Linked DNA regions of Sus scrofa: region 1 is linked to region 2. Evidence: chromatin contacts called from public Hi-C data. All regions are on one chromosome and are shown on one strand. Each heading gives the region's core, a stretch centred on a gene start, on an enhancer-like site or on the middle of the called end of the contact. The rest is flanking DNA. Distances are from core to core; before and after follow the strand shown. Region 1 has its middle 20 kb from the start of WDR75. Region 2 holds the start of COL5A2 (collagen type V alpha 2 chain).

Evidence for each region. Hi-C and Micro-C count contacts between places; a contact is called where the count stands out from the background.
Region 1: a Hi-C map of fetal skeletal muscle shows a contact between it and region 2, with 2.7 times the contacts expected there. The contact joins the enhancer-like site here to the promoter of COL5A2 in region 2. A contact is called at or near these places in 4 of 47 Hi-C or Micro-C datasets (embryonic fibroblasts, fetal skeletal muscle and fibroblasts) and 1 of 2 datasets of contacts at active chromatin or transcription factors (skeletal muscle).

The regions. Positions count from the first base shown.
Region 1 is chr15:93,958,202-93,964,241 of Sscrofa11.1, reverse strand. It overlaps a transcript of COL5A2 not described here. Among named protein-coding and RNA genes, the nearest start is that of WDR75, 20 kb to the left of the region's middle. Within about 2 kb of position 3,946, at least 26 of the 83 cell types and tissues checked have an H3K27ac peak or open chromatin away from gene starts, as enhancers often do. A contact at or near this core is called in fetal skeletal muscle and skeletal muscle, where this site is marked.
Region 2 is chr15:93,757,413-93,763,479 of Sscrofa11.1, reverse strand. It overlaps COL5A2 (collagen type V alpha 2 chain), which reads left to right and starts at 4,790. Exons shown (of 54, transcript NM_001105289.1): 1 at 4,790-4,995. The coding sequence starts at 4,899. All of the region lies in intron 1 of LOC110257158 (a long non-coding RNA gene), which reads right to left.

The sequences.
Region 1 (6,040 bases), core at 2,697-5,196, 200 kb before region 2:
TGATCAGGAACCAGTTGCTAAGGAATGAGTGTGAACATGAAGGACGCCCTTGGCATCTTTAATACAGTATTATTTTTAAGTGTGAGTGCCAGGGCAAATTGTTTTTTAAAATACTGTAGAACTTGAAACAGTTTTTGTTTACTACAAATGATGTCTATTCTGTTTTATTTCCTCATTTTAAAAATTATGTTTACGAGAGTAATTTGTAATTCATAAAATCTGAATTAAATCAGCTCTCAATTATCAATTATACATGGAGTCATGGAATTTAATTCAATTCAACATGTAGCATGGATGAATTGTCTGAACATAAATTGTATTACTGCATTATACAAAGTGATGAATTTATTTTTTTTCTTTTTAGGGCCACACCTGCTGCGGCATATGCAAGTTCCCAGGCTTGGTTCAGAGCTGAAGTTACTGGCCTATGCCACAGCCACAGGTATGCCAGATTTGAGCCACTGTGACCTACTCTGCCATTTGCAGCAATGCTAGATCCTCAACCCACTGAGCTAGGCCAGGGATTGAATCTGCATCCTCATGGATACTAGTCGGGTTCTTAACCTGCTGAGACACAACAGGAACTCCAAAAAGCAATGACTTTTTTTTTTTTTTCTTTTTGCCATTTCTTGGGCCGCTCCCACAGCATATGGAGGTTCCCAGGCTAGGGGTCGAACCGGAGCCGCAGCCCCCAGCCTACTCCAGATCCTCAGCAACACAGGATCTGAGCCGCGTCTGCGACCTACACCACAGCTCACAGCAACACCGGGTCGTTAACCCACTGAGCAAGGCCAGGGATCGAACCCGCAACCTCATGGTTCCTAGTAGGATTCATTAACCACCGCGTCACGATGGGAACTCCAGCAATGACTTTCTAATGGCTGTTTTTTTAATGGTATTGGCCATTTTTCTACACCTTGGAGTGGAATGAAACTTTTTAAAAAAACCTTTGTTGTATAAGTTTAATTCAGAAATTTGACAATTATTTTCTGAAAAATAAGCAGAAACAAAAACGTATCGAACAATTGTAAAATTGTAATGGTCTAAGGAAATCACTATTGTGTAAAATAGTTCATCTGTTTAATCTTTTGTTTTCACAGGTGTATAGTATATATAGTTAATTTATACTTTCCTAATGACTTACAGTTTTTAAAATTAGTTTTTACAGAGCAGTTTTTTGTTTACAACAAAATTGAGAGGGAGGTATAGAGATACTTTGCCTTTCCACATGCGTAGCTTCCCCCATTATTATCATCACTCACAAGAATGGTACATTTCTTACCAAAATGAACCTGCATTGCCACATCATAATTACCCAATGTCCTAGCTTACCTAAGTGGTTACTCTTAGTGTTGTACATTCTATGGGTTTGAACAAACATATATAATGACATACATCCATCATTTTAATATCATACATAATATTTTTACTGCCCTAAAAATCCTCTATGCTCTGCCTATTCATTTTTCCTTCTTTCTCCCCTCCTGGAAACCACTGATTTTCTTACTGTCTCCATCCATAGTTTTGCCTTTCTAGAATGTCATTAGTTGGAATCATACAATAAGTAACCTTTTCAGATTAGCTTCTTTTGCTTTAGTAGTATTCATATGTTTCCTTCATTTCTTTTCATGGCTTGCTAGCTCATTTCTTTTTAGTGCTGAATAATAATATTCCATTATCTGTGTATACTATAGTTTATTCATTCTACTCACTGAGGATATGACATCTTTGTTGCAAGTTTTTGGCAGTTATGAATTAAGCTGCTATTATATCCATGTGTAGATTTCTGTATAGTTATAAGTTTTCCACTCATTTGAATAAATACCAAGGAATATGATTGTTAGATTTATGGTAACAGTATGTTTAGTTTTGTAAGAAACCTCCAGAATCCAAAGGTGCTATATACCATTTTGAGATCCCACCAGTAATGTATGAGTATTCCTGTGGCTCCACATTCTTGCCAGCATTCGTTGTTGTCAGTGTTCTGGATTTTGGATTTTCAGCTGTTCCGATAGCTGTATAATTTTATCTTTCTCTCTCTATCTTTTTGTTTTTTTTTGCCTGTGCCCGCACCATGTGGAAGTTCCCAGGCCAGGGATCAAACCTGAGGCACAGTAGTGACCTGAGCTGCAGCAGTGATGCCAGATCCTTAAAGAGCTGTGCGTCAAGGGAACTCCCATTTTATCTTTTTAATAACGCATTTTGTTTCCTAATTCAACAAACATTAAATATTTAATATAAGACAATGTCTTAGATCCTAGGGATACAAAGTTAAGACAGTGGATTTAAGGATCTCATGTTGAGGAATATGGACACACAAAGTGATCACTATGTTATGGTATAATCAAGCATCTTAAGAACAGAAGATCTAAGTAAAATATTAGAAATAAGGTTTTACATCTCCTTGGACCCAGTCGTCATCCTTTAAAATATTTATTTATTAATTTCCACCCGCCTGGAGTGATTTACTGGTTGATTTTGGTTTCAGGGCTCTGTAACCTCAAATTACTTACTCAGAGTGAGGGATTAAAGGTTCTGAGCTTGTGATTATTCTCATTTGGGCAATAAATTATTTTCATGTAAACTCACGGACATTCATATGATTATATCCTCAGAGAGAAATAAAAGCATGATATTTTGAATCAATGATCCCTTATGACCTATAGGCAAAAATCTAGGCTTCTTATCTGGCCATGAAAGACTGATGCAACTTGTTCTAACTTATTTTTCTAATGTATATTATTTTTCTTGGCTCTATGAACCTCACTGTGAGTGTAGACCTCCTAGCATTCATTCCGTGATGATTCTAGATCTGTACCTTTATTTAATATTGTTTTCTGAAATGCCCTCTTATTTTCATTCTGCATAACTAATCCTTCCTAAGAGCTTCAAAACTTCTCAGTCTCTTCCACAAATACTCTCATTTGTCTTCTTACTTTCCAATCAGAGCACTTAAAAACATTTCTTTACCATTTATTGCGATCTAGTTATATAATAGCTCTTGAGTTGTTTCACATTAATACTTGATTTTTTTTGTTTTGATATTAACAGATGTATGCCCTCTGAGGGCAAGACGGTATATTGATCTTCTAGATATCATAATGCAATGTTTCCTGCATTGTGGGTTCCTAGTTACTGTATATTGGTTGATGATTCATTAGTATGTAAATTATCTGGGAACAGACCCTATGTTTTAAACGTATTTAACAGTATTAGCATGCCAGAGAACTGATGATAACTTACTAGGTATGAACATTATTACATACACACATACACACACACACACACACACACACACACACACACACACACACACACACACACACACACACACAACCACTGTAAAAATACAGATATACCACATGGTGGCACCAAAGATACATCATTATTTTTGCAGGTTTTATATTCTACTTCGGCCTACAAGAAATTATAATTATACTATTAGCACATTGAAAAATATTTTTAATATCTAACTAATAGGTAATCTTATTGGAATATTATGGAATGAACATTTCTTAGTATAGAAACATTAAAAAAGATCTTTGGATCTTTTAATGTCTTTATTTACAAAAGCATCTCTTTAAGTTCTAGAACTCCTCTATATTTTTTTCAAATTAGATTCCTCTTCCATCACTGTCTTATTTTTCTCTAATAGAAAAACTTTATGAGCTTTAGAAGCTGTTCTTTGACATTTAGGTTTGAGATGTGGTCATTGGTAGCTCACAGTATTATGTTGTGTAGAATGTAGACCTATACAAATTCCAGCTGTTGATGGTACATGAAGTTCTTTGGCAGACAGGCTTCCCAGGCGTGTTGCCTAAGTTTAATTTCCATGTGTAAAGTCATACTTAAAAGTATGTAAACTGAAACAGATGTTTGTACTCTGAGAATGCATTTGGTGCACGAAGGAACAGCTCCCTAGCCTCTTATTCTACCCCCACTTTATTTTGAAAGCCCTTTTGAATAGAAAAGGGCCTCTGGAGAACCATCTAGTGTCTTTGACCCCACTAGTGAGTAGCAGCTCATTCCTGGGAAACAGTGCCCCAAATGAATGTTGGATTTTGCTTTAAACTCCCTTCTTAATAATCGTATGATTTTCTTCCCTTTCCTGTAAGCTTTGTATAGCTATTCTTTAATTAGGAAGCTATTCACTCTAATAATACAAGTTTTCTTAAAACCAAACTAAATCTCACTGATATTATCATTTAATAATAACTCTGAACTTTTATTTTCCTAAAGATTAGCTGTAATAAAGGCAGATCTTTGTGTAGCACCTATGTACCTTCTCACTGTTGTGGTGTCACATATTTAAGTACTGTATCTGAAAGCCTTCGAATAATCTGATTTATGGTGATGATAGTTTATAGGGTTCTAACCCACACAGAACTTGTGCTTCCAATTAATTTTCCAAAAAAGTAGAATTACTTGTTATTAACTACTTTCATTTTTCTTTTTAAAATCTTCCTTCCTGTCTCTTTTCAAAGATACTATACTAGGGTCAAAGAGGATTAAGATAGAACCTCTAGGGCCGCTCCCATGGCACATGGAGGTTCCCAGGCTAGGAGTCTAATTGGAGCTGCAGCTGCCAGCCTATGCCAGAGCACAGCAACATGGGATCCAAGCCGCTTCTGCAGCCTATGCCACAGCTCATGGCAAAGCTGGGTCCTTAACCCACTGAGCAAGGCCAGGGATCAAACCCGCAACCTCATGGTTCCTAGTTGGATTCGTTAACCACCGAGCCATGATGGGAACTCCTAGAGCCTTTCTTTAGGAACATTTAATGTAACTTAGGAAAAAGGCACAACTTAAAATTTTCTAACACCACAGAAGAACCAGCCCATACACTAGGGGAACTAAAAAAGATTTTATAGAGGAGATAATATTGGAGATAGGTGTTGAATGATAGAGGGGAACTCCTCCAGGAAGTGAAGGAAAAAGCAGATTTTCAAGGCAGCAGAATGGAATGAACACTAGTATGATGGGTTTGTGGCACATCAGGCTCTAGCTTGGTTTTCTTATGGATATATGGAGGTAGTAATTAGGTGGCGAGGAAGAATTGAAAGAAGGGGTGAGGACCAGATTTAATTATGCCTAAATGTTTGGAAATACAAATGCAAAGTCTTTTTTTTTAATTACTTAATGAACTTTATTACATTTATAGATGTACAGCAATCATCACAACCAAATTTTTATAGCATTTCCATCCTAAAACCTCAGTGCATCCCCTCACCCCTCAACCTGTCTCATTTGGAAACCATAAGTTTTTCAAATCAAAAATTAGTAATTATAGGAGTTTTTGTTGTGGTTCAGTGGGTTAAGAACCCGACATAGTGTCTGTGAGGATGTGGGTTTGATCTCTGGCCTTGCTTAGTGGGTTAAGGATCTGGTGTTGCTGCAAGCCGCAGTGTAGGTCACAGATGTGGTTTGGATCTGGTGTTGATGTGACTGTAGCGTAGGCCCCAGCTGCAGCTCCAATTTGACCTCTGGCCTAGGAATTTCTATATGCCACAGGTGCGGCCGTAAAAAAGAAAAAAAAAAAAAAGTAGTGATTATAGTTTTAAATTTTTGATATGTTTTATTTGTGATAAAGTTTTGAATTATGTTATTTCAAGGCAATAATATATAACCTTTTTTCTGCATAGTAAAAACTTGATAGATATCTTAACAGATGATGTTCTTAAAATTAGTGAGTACCTGCTACATGTATCAATAAATATGTAAAAATTGACTAGAAATTTATGCAGTTCCATGTATATTCACATAGTTTTTGCTTTGTTATATAAACATTAAAAGCCTCCTTGAATTTGTCTTTATATGTAATTTCTTCAAGTCCATAGATATTTAACTTCTAGATTAAGAAGCAAAACTTAAGTGAAAATATGTGTTATGCATTGTATAATTATAATGCTGTGTTGATAATTAATTGATAATTTGGTCTTTATTAATGGCCAACTTAGATGGCTAAATGATAGCTCTAGTATAGGTTAAATGTAGTAGAAGTTACTTCTGGATAGTATTTTCCTAACAAAGTAAAGCCACA
Region 2 (6,067 bases), core at 3,541-6,040:
ATATAATCCAGTGATCCCTCTCCTGGGCATATATCTGGAGGAAAACTATAATTTGAAAAGACTCATGTAGTCCACTGTTTGTTGTAGTACTATTTAAAATAGCAAAGCAACCTGAATGACCATGGACAGATGAATGGATAAAGAAGATAACGGTACACACACACACACACACACACACACACACACACACGAATACTACTTAGCCATAAAAAAGAGTGAAATAATACTATTTCAGCAACATGGATGGACCTAGAGATTATCATACTAAGTGAAGTAAGACAGAGAAATAAAAATATCTTATGATATCACTTATATGTGGAATCTAAAAAAAAATGATACAAATGAACTTATTTACAAAACACAAATAGGAGTACCTTTTGTAGCTCGGGGGTTAAGATCCCAACTAGTATCCATGAGGGTGCAGGTTTGATTCCTGGCCTTGCTCAGTGGGTTCTTTGAGTGGATGCAGCTCAGATCTTGGATGCTCTGGCTGTGGCGTAGGCGGGCGGCTGTGGATCCTATTCAACCCCTAGCCTGGGAATTTCCATATGTCGTGGGTGCAGCCCTAAAAAAGCCAAAAAAAAATTTTTAAATACAAAACACAAATACATTCACAAACATAGAAAACAAATTTATGATACCAAAGGGGAAAGGAGGGAGGAATAAATTAGGAGTTTGGGATTCACATATACACGCTACTAAATATAAAATAGATAACCATCAGAGGAACTACCTTATAGTACAGAGAATTATACTCAATCTTTTGTAATAACCTGTGGAAAGAATCTGAAAAAAGAATATATATATAAAACTGAATCACTTTGCTATACATCTGAAGCTAACACAACATTGTGAATCAACTAGACTTCAATAAAACAAAATAAAATAAATAAGCTACAAGGATATATTGCATAGTACAGGGAATATAGCCAATATTGTAAAATAACTTTAGAGTATAATCTATAGAAATATTGAATCATTGTGTTGTACACCTGAAACTAAGTTATATTTTAAATCAAATATACTTCAAATTAAAAAAAAAAAAACACAATGCAGAGAAAAACTAACGAGACAGTGAAAAATTGGAATTGGGTTGAGGGAAAGGAAGAGTGTCCTTTTCTGTGTCTTATCTTTGGGACTAGGGTAATTGTAGTAGCATTAATTGTTATAAAGAACAATGGGAGATCATGGTTTGTTTCATTCTGGACTCTGAGCTTCATGGACTTGTCCAGAGGCAGATGCTCTGTTCGAGCATCTAGGAATACAGGTCTGCAGGTCAGGATGGGAGCCTTGGCTTGAAGTTATTAATATGTAAATGGAAATAAAGTCAAGGGACCTAACAGTTAAAAAAGCCCAAGACAATGAGCAAGGAGAGAGAAAAAAGCTGATAGTTCAACACAGAAAGAAGGATAATTTTCTGAGAGGAATTAGCAAAGGAAATCTGGTTCCAAAAGCAGAGAAGGAGGAGGAGTAGCATATGGGACCAGAAAGCCATGGGAGGAAAAAGTTTCAGTAAGAAGAATGGCATAGCTTGAGTATCAGACATTATAGGAGGAAAGAGGAAAGATCTTTGAGTTTATCAAAGGGATATTGGTGTCTCTTGTAGTGCTGGTGATGACAAACTGATGCTACAGGGTGAAGTATAACCAGGAGGGGAAGGGAAGGGAAAAGAAACTGTAAAAGATGTGGAGTCAAGAGGGAAACCCTTTGGTTCTTTTTTTTTTTTTTTTTTTTTTTTTGCTTCTTTTTTGAAGAAATTGAGGGAGAGGTAAAGGGAAATGATGAAGAGTACAGAGGGAGAGATTAACTCTGAAGGGTGCTAAGACATTTTCTGAGCCTTGAAAGATTATGTCAGTAGATCTAAAGGCTAGGAAGTGGTGAGAACACTCACTTTGGAGTAATAGAATCCTTAATCTACCACTTATTAGTTTAGCAAAGTTGAAACTTCTTTGAAGGGAGATTCCCTATGTATGACCTGAGAAAAATAATAAATACCTCCCAGAATTGCTGTGAAAAATGAATTAGTAAAACTTCATCCACAAGGCATATATTATTACACTGGATTTGTGACAGGTTTCTGAGCTTCCCACTCAAGCACTGAAACCTAGAATCAGTTCTTCGAGGACTGAGAAATAGTCAAATCTTCTGGAATTAAGCCACATCTACTAAACAGACATGGTCAACACTTGTATGTGTTTTACTCTTTTCTGAAGTGTAATATAAGATCCTAAAGCCAAACACAGAAGAAAAGCCCAAGGCACAAAGCTTGCAAGGATAAGAGAGAATGCTAATTTATCTCAGTTCTCTTGAAAATATTTGCTCTGCCCTTATCATACCATGTGCTTTTTGTATGATGGTAAGAGGAGGCTGAAACAGGAAGACACTGTGAGAGGTTGCCTTACAGTTAGATTTTAAATAACTGTATTGATAAGCTGCTTTAATAACAGATACTAAGATGCTGATCTGAGCAAGCACTGTTTATATATACTGATTCTGCTGCAAGTCCTGTTATGTTATTATCTCTGTGCCCTCAGCATCCAGAATACTTGAGAATTGCAGATTCTCCATAACTGTCTTTAGTCTCTGCGGTCCAGTAAAGATTCCACATAAGATGCCTGAAAATTGTACCAAGCCTTTGGTATTGGTGTGTTGATGGCTAAAAGCATTTCAAAATAGAATAGAAGTGACAAGCAATTGGAGTAAATTTTCTTCTCTGCATTTTCCTGTTTTTCTTTTCAAATATTTAGCAAGGTGTTTTTTCCAAGTCCTCTGTCAGATATTCTAGATAGAACTAGTAGAAGGGTGAGTTTTGGTCCTTACTCGGCCCATTCCTTTAAATGGGAGCAGGGAATTTAAGTATTATGTTGATGGAAGTAATTGAAACAGGACATGTCTAAGTGAAAAGTTAGAGGGTACAGCTGCTTGGAGACCTGACTTCCTCTGGAATACTTCTGCAGAGACTCTAACTCCAAAGTTAAAATTAAAAGGTAATTGGATACTTCTATTAAGAAAAGTGATGATAATGCTTCACTTATCTAATATTATCCTATAATCTCTCTTTTCTCTGAATTTCTACTGGGCTTAAGGTACCCCACATATATTTATGTGCTCTGGCTTATATTTCTAGTTTCATGAAAATTTCTTTTCTTAGTGTCTACATTAGTGTTCCTTGGAGACAGTGGGCATGACTTTTACTTATTTATTTATTTTTTTGCCTTTTACTTTTTTTTTTTTTTTTGTCTTTTTTTTTTTTGCCTTTTCTAGGGCCGCTCCCATGGCACATGGAGGTTCCCAGGCTAGGGGTCTAATCGGAGCTGTAGCCATCAGCCTATGCCACAGCCACGGCAACGCGGGATCCAAGCCACATCTGCAACCTACACCACAGCTCACGGCAACGCAGGATCCTTAACCAGCTGAGCAAGGCCAGGGGTGGAACCCGCAACCTCATGGTTCCTAGTCGGATTCGTTAACCACTGCGCCACGATGTGAACTCCCACCTTTTACTTATTTTTGAATCATCCTCTCCCTCCAGTGCTTAGGACAGTGCTGGCTACCTGATCGCTGTGATCACTGCTGAGTTGTTATAAACCATTGACTTACCTTTCTTGTGTAGAACAGCCATTCTGATTCTGGGTAGACTCAAGGTGGCAAATGTATTATGTGGAACACTCTGGGGTCATTAAGATCTTAGCAAACATGAGTGTGGCACAAAAGTTCATGTATATTGCTCTTGAATGTCACGTGAAACTGGAATACCATATTCCCTGAAAAACTGGGTTTAGGGTTAATAACACCACCATCTACTTTTTTGTATTTCTCTGTAACTTGGAACTTAGTTAATATTACTCATATTATTTTAGTGTCACTAAACCCTGTCCATTGGTCAGGGCAAAGCCCTATTCTCAAATGAGAAAATTGGAGTGCACAGAGATAAAGACTTTGTGTTTACAAAATGGGTGAGTAGCAGAGCTGATGTGTGAAGTGAAGTTTTCTGCCTCCAAATGCAGTGTATTTCCCAGTCCTCCACACTGGCACAGTGGTTTATTTTTCTCCACAATAAAACTCTCAGGAACAAAAGGGATCTGCAGATAGGTTTTCATAAATAATACAGAGAGATAAGAAGATGATCTTAATTAAAAGTATGATGCATCACACATTTATTTGTCTAAAGTAATTTCTTTACCTGGACATTTAACAGTCCCTTCTAGAATCTGGGAAAATAAACATACTGTGACAAGGGGACAAGAATAAATCACACTTAGTAAAAAGAAAGGGTTAAAATTTGATCCTTTGAAAGTTTAAGATGGACGAGAATCCTGAATTATATAGATACCAAAAACTAGGCTAAAAGACTGTAATTCCTCCCTAATGTCTTTTTCAGCTTATAGGGAAAAAGTGAATGGGTGTGTGTCTGGGGGAAGGGTTAGGGACGGGAGAATAAGACTCTAAGACTCTTTCCTTCTAACAGGCTTTTTTTTTTTTTTAAAAAAAAAAAAAAAAGGAACGAGAAACAAACGTTTTTTTCTGCGATTAAGCCATATTTATGTTTAAAACATAAATGAATTAAGGACAGTTAAAGGCACAGGAGGCGCGTGTTCTGATTTGGTTGTTTACCATCAATCAGACCGTTGCTTGGCAGACACTGGATGGTTATGAGCCTGAACAAGCTGAAAAGGGGCAGGAAAAGAAGTGGAGGCAGCATTCTTCCTATTTAAAGCTGCATCGCTTGAAAAAAGTTTTCGCAGACTGTGCCGGAGCTGGTGCTGAAAAAGGGGGTTTGCAGAGGCTGCCCTGGGGCTAGTGCTGAAAGAAGAGCCCGGAGCTGACTTCATGGTGCTACAATAACCTTAGAATCTACTTTTCACTCCCAGGAGGACCCACATGTCTAATATTTAGACATGATGGCAAACTGGGCAGAAGCAAGACCTCTCCTCATTCTTACTGTTTTATTAGGGCAATTTGTCTCAATAAAAGCCCAGGAAGAAGACGAGGATGGTGAGTTTGCCATTTGCCTTTCCTTGTGGTGTTTATTGCATGGTTTGGGAAATAGGTGGAATGTTAAGCCTCAGGAAGAGCATGAAGAGGAGGTTCTGGTTTGAAGTTGAGAAGGGGGCTGACAGATTTGCACCTGGGAAACGGCTCCGAAGACAATTGGGATGTTTGTAAATCCGGAGCTTCTACATCTGCCCCTGGGAAGAGTACACTGCTGAAATATTTCTGGGAAAGCCTGGGATAAGTCCTTTTGCCTGAATGTGGAGAGTGGGACGTTTCAAAGAAAAGAGACTGCTTAAAACGGAGTCCTAAAGGCACTTTTAGTTAGAGGAGTTCTGTTATGTGGGCTGGAGTTTTCAGAGCAAGAAGTTGCCGCAGAAGCAGAGTAGGGTGGAGTCTTTTTTGTACTGAACTTCAGCTGCTTCATAAAATTCTTTGTTTAGAAAAACCTCTGCAGCCACTCTGATAACTGATTTTTCTTTGTCTTTGGATCTTTATTCTTTTCTGTTTACCAACTTTTACGTCTTTGTCTTTCCCATTTTCATTTGTGATCTTACAATCACTTTTGCTTTCTGAGAGACAGTCTCGTTTATATCTCCATGGCAGAGGCTGATAGAAGCCAGATTTCTTATTTTCCCACCCTACTGACTTGATTATCAGGACAGTGGTGGTTCTCTGTTGGATGGCGGAAGGCAGGAAATTGGCATGCCTTATATAATTTATTTATCATGGACTATTTGTATGGATATTATTCATGAGGCACAGGTTTCCTTTCTTCTCTTTCCTTTTTTAAAAATGTAAGACAAATCTTGCCTGGTTACCAGTTTTTTTTTTCCTATGCAATTTACATATGTTAGCGTTAGGTTCTGTGGTTAAGCAAAAATGCTTGGCTGCTATAGAATATAAGAAAATATTTAAACTGGTTCCACTGATTATTAAATCCTTGCCCTCTAGGCCTGAAGTTTCAAATACAGACATGTACTCTTTCATAATAGGCCATTATAGATTTTCATAACAATTTAACATCAAACTCAAGCTTTTAAAACTTAGCACATTTATTGAACTTTTCTGTTAT